2 separate regions of the Zea mays genome follow, and region 1 is linked to region 2. Evidence: chromatin contacts called from public Hi-C data. All regions are on one chromosome and are shown on one strand. The core of a region is the stretch at or near the end of the contact, and the rest is flanking DNA. Distances in the headings are between cores, read along the strand shown.

Region 1 (3,815 bases), core at 428-2,927, 280 kb before region 2:
GTAGTCTTGCTCCCATAGCTATTCCCCAAGAGAATAATTGCTGGAGAATTCATATCTCTGAATTCCAAGCACCAGCGCATATAACCAGAAGCCTCAAGGAGCTCAACACCCACAGGAGTAACCTTAAGTTTCTACAGAATGTTCAGATACCGTAACCAAAGTATTAGACATCATGTGATAATTTTTTCTATACAGCATTATATGAGTTATAATATATTAAAGATGGTCTCCGCAATCATCTAGATATCTAAATAATGACCATAGAAGTGGTGCACTACAACAATCTACCACATCCAGTCACTTATATATGATATTTCGAACAACAAACAAACTAAAGCTAAATGCAAACCAAACTTGCTTTCTGGAACATCATATGGATCTGACTGGAGGGAGTATTTATTAGCACATCATCTATTTTAGCACATTTTGTGGCACAGGTTGAATAGTAGAATTTGTTATCCTATTTTTCGTATAGTTAAAAAATCACAAAAAATTGAGCAAGAATGAATGTGCAAATATGTGAATTGTCTTCAATAGTTCTGCTTGAACTGGTAGCCTAGTGCTATGAGATCTGGTAAGTTATCTTAAGGATGAACAAATTCATTCATGAAGTAGGGTAGTACTATATGAGATTGGCATGGAAGCATCAACTGATCAGAATAGAGTTGTGCAGCAAAATTACTTGCAGAAACTAAGCCTTGGTTTATTTAAAAAATGAAACACAGCCTCGCATTGCTAGTTTTTGTTTACAGCAGCACAACACAATAGACAGTAGCGGGATGTGAAGTTGACAGAAGCGGGAATTCAGTAAGGCGGTGTGCTTACGAAGGGGGCCCACTCGTGGGTGCGTCGGCGGAGATGGAGGACGGGGAAGTCGAAGGAGTCCTGGACCGGGCGGAGGCGGTGGAGTTCGGTGAGGATCCCCGGGCGGAGCGGGGATGAGAAGCGCATAGGCTTGAACTTGCCGCGGGCATCGGTGCGGACTGCGAGCGTGAACTCGTCGGTGGCAGTGAGAGCCTCAGCATGGTCGAACTTGGAGCCGACATCGTAGGAGTTGGTGAGGTTGAGAGTGGTGGGGTCGAGCGTGACGACGCAGGAAGAGGCGATGCAAAGGACCCGGCGATACCTTCCCCTCCACGAGTGCTTGACGACGATGTACCGGGCGAGGTACTCAGGCTCCTCAGCGACCGCCGCGGGGGCGGAGGCGGATGCAGCAGACGATGTGGCAGCCTCCGCTGCGGCGTGGCGGCTGGCAAAGTCCATGGAGGCTAGACTCGGGCCCGCATTAGGGTTCCGCCACCACGGTAGGGAACGGGAAGAGTGGCGCGAGTGAGTCGACCCCAGCGCGGCGGACGATCACGAAGCGAGACAAGGATCCCCTTATTGATGCTGCTGCTGCCCCGCCGGTTGCCAGAGGATGGTGCTCGCCGGCGCAGCGGCCGGAAAATCCTTGCAGAGATTTTGTGTTGCGCGAGTTCTCTTGGTGCTTGATCGATCGATCGGTTCGTTGGCTCCTTTTCAAAGAATGTTCTATTTTCTGCCCGTTTTCAAGCTGTTGCTTGTGCTTACGATCTCACTTCTATTATCCTCTGTCTTCGAAGCTTTAATTTATAGGGGGAGGGATCGTTCAAGACAACATAGGACCGGCCGGCTTCCGTGTTTGGCTTCAGCACGAATGAAGTTTTTCTTCGCGTTACTTTTCCCCCTCTATATAAGATGTTCTGTTTATATTTTATAATCAAACAGATAAGAACGAGTAAGAACACAGTGGTATATTGTATGTTTTCTGGCCTCACTAAAACCACTGTATATATTCGAACACTACGTCAAGAAATTAATTTCTCTATATCTAACGAGGTTCTTCCTATTTTACGTTTTTCTTCAGTGTCCTTCTCAAAGTAAACTTCATATTAATTGTATCGACGACATGAACAATTACATGTAATATGTTTTACATCAACAAAGAGTAAATTCGGTCTTGTTTGGTTATATAAGCTAGATTACGGTGAAACACTACCGGAATCGGTCTCTTTGTCGAATGTTTGAAGCATTCGGCGAAGGCCGGAAAACACTCGGTGAAGGCTTTGCTGGAGAGCTCGGTGAACTGTACATCGATAACGGCTTTTTTGCCGAATACTTTTTATCGGGCACTCGGCAAAGAAAAACCGTCGTCACGTCGACCGTTAACGGCGATGGAGCCTTTGTGACACTCGGCAAAGCACCTCTTTGCCAAGTGTTACATTCGGCAAAGTGTCCAATATACCCCTTTTTTCTATTCCCTCCAAACAAACAAAAGATATATCACATATACATCACAGATATCACATAATCATCACATACATAACAGAGACCACATATTTCACAAATCTAACAAGTTTTTCACAAACATGTCTATGTTCATACCAAGTTTCACCAACATAAGTATTACCAACTCAAACATAAATTCAGGACAAGTTTCACCAACATAAGTTCACACAAGTTCACCAACATAAGTATCACAACTAAGCTAAAGAGGTGGGTGACTGGACTGGTGTGGCGATGGGTTGGGTGATCCATTAGGGTTGTTGGATGCTGCCCAGATTGTCCATGTACAGAGAAGAGATTGCATGTGTTATACCAAAGAAATATATATCATGCAAGACTAGAATTTTGATACTCATAGGAGTATGGAACTCAACAGGGTCAACTGTAGGGAACAACGGAGGTGGTGGAGCAAAACCATGTGCGGTGTCAAGACTCTACATGTACTGCAACATCTCTGTCATCCTTACCTCCATCTCCTGACGTTCCCTCCTCTCTGTTTCTAGCTGGGTCTGTAATATTCTAAGTCAATGTTATAGTAACTCAAAGAGAAGATATATAACTCAAAGAATGACGAGTTACAGAAGCACACTAACCTCGAGTTGTTGTATGCGATGATGTGAGTTGTCATGCCGAGGTCGTATGGCTAGGCTCGAGCTCGTGCTCCTTGCTCGCACATGAGACAGAGTGGGAGTGGACGACGAGTCGATTCCCCGTCGGCAATCCAATACCACCTATGTCTCTTGCCTCCTCCGACCCTCTTGAGGACATCGGGGTGAATGTCCTCGGTCCTCGGATCGTAATCTGGCCCATGGACCTCCTGTGCCATGGTGGTGTACTCATGAAGGCGGCTGTAGATGGCGGGATTGCTATACGCCTCGAGCCCATCATTCGGGTTGTAAGTGACATCGGACATCGCCTTGCCCTTGTGGGCCATAGCATAGGCCGAGATGATGGAGCAAGGCTAGCCACCATGTGACGCCGACTACAAGATGTAACATCCCAAAATTCCAACCCAAGGTTTAGAACCCTAATCTCCTACCCCCCTAATTTTTTATCTCTCCCTAAACTCCATCCCATAGGTCATCTCATCATATGCATACACTTTGATTGTTAGAAGCACCTCACATAGATTATTTTTAGCACCTAAGATTATTTAGCTAATTATTGTTCAAAAGAAAAAGAGATAAAAAGAAATAGAAATAGAAATGAGAAATGAGAAATAGAAAATAGAAAAATAAAAAAAAGGAAAAACTCCCCCCTCGGCTGGGCCGCTTCCGGCCCAAGCCACCCCCCCCCCTCTCGCGTGCCCGCCCCTCCCTCTCTCCCTCCCGCGGCCCAAGCAGCCCAGCATCGCGCGCCCGCGCCCGCGCCTGACACCCCGACCCACTCGTTAGCTGCCCCTCCCCTCCCCATCTCTCGTCGCTCTTCCGCTGGCAGCCCGGGCCCGCCCGTCAGACCCCTCGTCCCGCCCATGACTTCACCGGCGCGTTCGCCGCCGACCACCGCCCGCC
Region 2 (3,716 bases), core at 907-3,406:
AGGCAGTATTACGTGCTCAAGAGGAAGAGGATGAGTTTATGTCTCAGGCCGCCGCAGAGGTAGAGGCAGCTTATTACAAGAAGAAGTCTGATGAGGCTGAGGATGAGCTATTCTCCCAAGCTGCAGATGAAGCAGAAGCCAATTATTACAAGAGAACTGGTGACAAGTGTGATGCAGGACAATGCAGCAAGTGGAATGAGGTTGTCGTTGAGGATTGCGCGACGGATGACTCCGAAGATGAGTTACTCATAGATTGTGATTCAGACTGAAGAATTGCAGCCTATTATGTAGTATTTACGTATCAAAAATAATTTAGAACTCTAAAGATGCGTTACTTATTGCTTATTATGTTTTTTACAATTCACAAAAAAAATTTGCAAGAGTTCCCCTTGTTTTATTAACAACCACAGTTCAAATAATCACATATTATAAGACATATAAGCATTTCAACATATAATACATCACAAAATAACATCGAATATAAAACATCCACAGAACATAGTTCTTCATACAATGTCCACAAACAATGTCCACAAACATAGTTCTGCGAGCTCGGGGCGGCAGGGACTGCGGGCGGCGGGGACTCCGGGCGGCCAAGCGGGCGGCGACAGGGACTCCGGGCGACCTTGGGGCGGAGCTGGAGCGGGGCGGGCGGCGGCGAGCCGGGCCGGAGCTGGAGCGGGGCGGGCGGGCGGCGGCAGGCGAGCTCGGGGCGGAGCTGGAGCGGGGCAGGCGGCGGCGAGCCGGGCCGGAGCTGGGGCAGGCGGCGGCGATTTGGGGACGGCGGCGGCGATTTGGTAACGGCGGCGGCGTGATTTCGGAAAGAGCAGAGAAGAGAAGAAACGCGCAGAGAGAAAGGCAGTTTGCGGGTATTTCCTAGCTCGGCGCCAAGATCTGTGGCGCCGAGCTAGGTGCCACGCGGACTGCCACGTCACGAAGCTCGGCGCCATAGGCTGTGGCGCCGAGCTGTGTTACCTCGACGCCACAGCCTATGGCACCGAGCTTCGGGTCCAAACGCGCAAATAAAATTTCTGGGGATCCAAACGTAAATTTTTGACTCGAAAGGGGCTAAAAAACAAAAAATTCGGTAGATATTAGCATGTACCATAAGCTAATAGAGTAAAAATTCACTGGGTTTCGGATGTCAGGTACCTATTACCATCTATATGTAACTCCCTGTCTCTCTATCTACTCTATCTAGAACTCTAGACCTACGTCGATTACTTCAGTCAGATAAGGGGACTGATCAGACAGGACCATAAGATCCTAGACATCAAAGAATCACTATCAATGATGAGAGAAAAGGGCCGGAGCAGAGGTGGCGGGGGTGGTCACTGGTAAACAGTTTGGCGGCATTGCGCAGGTTAAAACCAGGTAAGGCCATAAAACCCTTAACATCAAAGAATCACTATCAACGATCCGAGAAAAGGGCCGGAGCAGAGGTGGCGGGTGTGGTTACTGGTAAATAGCTTGCTGGCCTTGCACAGGTTAAAACCAGGGAAGGCTGGTTGCCTGGTTCTTCTGGTCGTCAGTTGGATAGAGATTCGCAACACTACCGGAGTCCTGTAATACAAGTTGGCATCCGTTGTTTTCTTCAGATTAAAAATTGACATATAACTACGAGTACCCTGCCTGCATGGAGATTTTTGCTATTACGGAGAGCCACTACTGCCTTGTGAACGTGTAGCAATGGTCCGCTGCATGCAGCAGGTAAGTCTCGGATGGGCGTCCAAATCTCAGGTCTGACTGATCGATGGCCATATAAACGAGTCAACCGAATTCAAGAACGGTGGATGCATGCTAAGCTAGCTCGATCGGCTTCTCCGTCGAGTCAATTGAGTCTTGGTACAGTGTTTGCTGCATGTCTCTATCAGATTGATCCGCGTTTGCAATGAGAGAGACCCTGATGTCTACAGAACTTACCAAGGTGACACCAAAACTGGTGGAAGCGGAGGATGTGGCAGGCGAAGAAATACGAAAAGAAAGACGACAACGTGGTGGTTGCCCACCAGGCCACCACAGGTGAAGGCAGACGACGACAGTGATGCGTGGCGGTGGTACGCGGACGTCTGTATCAGTTCCCAGTCACCAGGGGCCGGTTATTCCCCCCTTCGGCCCTTCCCACCTCTCAGGAATTGCATCCAATCCAAATGCCTTTTGGCCGGTCCGTGCTATACATTATACTGTTTACTAATTACTATTATATATAGTAGGCAGGTACGGAGTAGCCAATTCCGGTCCGTGCTCTCCCGCCCGCTCCTTGCCAAGAACCTTGTCTTGGGCAGGTGCACGAACACATGGCACTGCAAGCCGGGATGATGCCCGATTACCAGCGCGAGCAGCCGGAACCGGAACAGCAGGTAGCGATCCTCGCTGGGCGCCGCGAGCGCGACGACGGAGCCCGGCGCCTCTTCCTGGACGCCGGCCGCGTGCTCATGCTGCTGGGGTGGAGCGCGCTCGCCTCCGCCGCCGGCCCGAAGAACGACGACAATCGTCCCGGCAATTCCGGCGCCGCGCACGCGTACGCGCTCATCCTCGCCTTGGTCCTGTGGCTTCTCGGCGTGTCCCTCGTTGCGCTCGTGCACGTGGAGCGCCGGTTCCCGCGCGCCGCGGGAGTGGGAGGCGCCGCGGCCTAACGCTGTCGTCGACTACTTCTTCTTTGCACCCCTGTAGATCGAACTAGCTCTGGCTCTGGAAATTCGCGCCTCTCGTGTCTCGTGGCCTGCTGTACGTGAGCGAAGTTTGGCTATCGCTGTTTGCTGCTGCAGGTACATGGACGGAAATGACCAGAACGGCCCGTTGTTAGCTTAATTTGCCGGTGTGAGTGACAATGACTCACTGTCACTGCCGGGAAGCAGCTGATGATGTTCGATCGGCCACCACCTCCTTCTCTTATTCTGGTGTGTTTACTATCGTCTCTTGTCAGCACGTCAACTGTGCAGTGTTTATATGGAAATAAAGAAAGCACACGGCTGGCCAATCGTATGGGGTTTTCTTTTTCCTTGGTTTTTCTTCACATGATGAAAGTACGGTGTTCTTCAGACGTCTCAATTCAGGTCAAAGCTAAAATCAACATATATCTCCAGTGGCGGAGGGTCTAATATGGCTGGGTATGGCCCAAGCCATACCTTGGCTTAGCCCATCAGCAGACCAAAAAAGCCTCTTCTCTTCCGATCCGGCTCTTCGCAGCAGTCGCTCCTCCATCTCCCGCATCTCTCTATTCTCTAGCAAAGGCGAGGGCGAGGCAAGGCTGAGACGGCTGGCCGTAGCTGTGCGCCCGCCTGCTGCACCGGCGCAGGCGCGCATGCGCGCAGCGGCGCACTCTGCCTCTTTCTCCACTCTTTCAGTCTGGCAGTCTCCATTCTCCTGATCTGAAACGAGTTGGGCTTGGGCAGCAGCCAGCAGACTAGCAGAGCTGCAGAGGGAGGAATAATTTGTTTCTACTTTGGATTGTGTTGAGAATCTAATTTGACGTGCCCAGAATCAGTTACAGTTGCTCATTTTTACAGGATTTATTAGCAAACTTCGCAGTATTAATTCGGGAATCTACTTAACGGGTCCAAACCTCACCCCCTTATATAAACGAAGGGGCACGACGGATTGATGGCTTCCACAATCGATCAAATTAAATCTATTTATCAAATTTATTTTATTTGTATTGTTCTTTCTATTCCTTAGGAGTAGGAGTAATCTAGCCTTAGTTTAGCCCTATTTTA

Evidence for each region. A called contact is a pair of places that touch in the nucleus more often than the background predicts.
Region 1: a contact with region 2 is called in a Hi-C map of leaf, with 5 times the contacts expected there. The contact joins the promoter of LOC103638891 here to the enhancer-like site in region 2. A contact is called at or near these places in 2 of 25 Hi-C or Micro-C datasets (leaf and tassel).

What each region holds. Positions count from the first base shown.
Region 1 is chr9:117,205,889-117,209,703 of Zm-B73-REFERENCE-NAM-5.0, reverse strand. It overlaps LOC103638891 (dnaJ homolog subfamily C GRV2), which reads right to left and starts at 1,677. Exons shown (of 22, transcript XM_008661674.4): 1 at 826-1,677; 2 at 1-131. The coding sequence starts at 1,263.
Region 2 is chr9:116,928,126-116,931,841 of Zm-B73-REFERENCE-NAM-5.0, reverse strand. No RefSeq gene overlaps it. Among protein-coding and RNA genes, the nearest start is that of LOC103638888, 45 kb to the right of the region's middle. Within about 2 kb of position 2,156, at least 15 of the 20 cell types and tissues checked have an H3K27ac peak or open chromatin away from gene starts, as enhancers often do. A contact at or near this core is called in leaf, where this site is marked.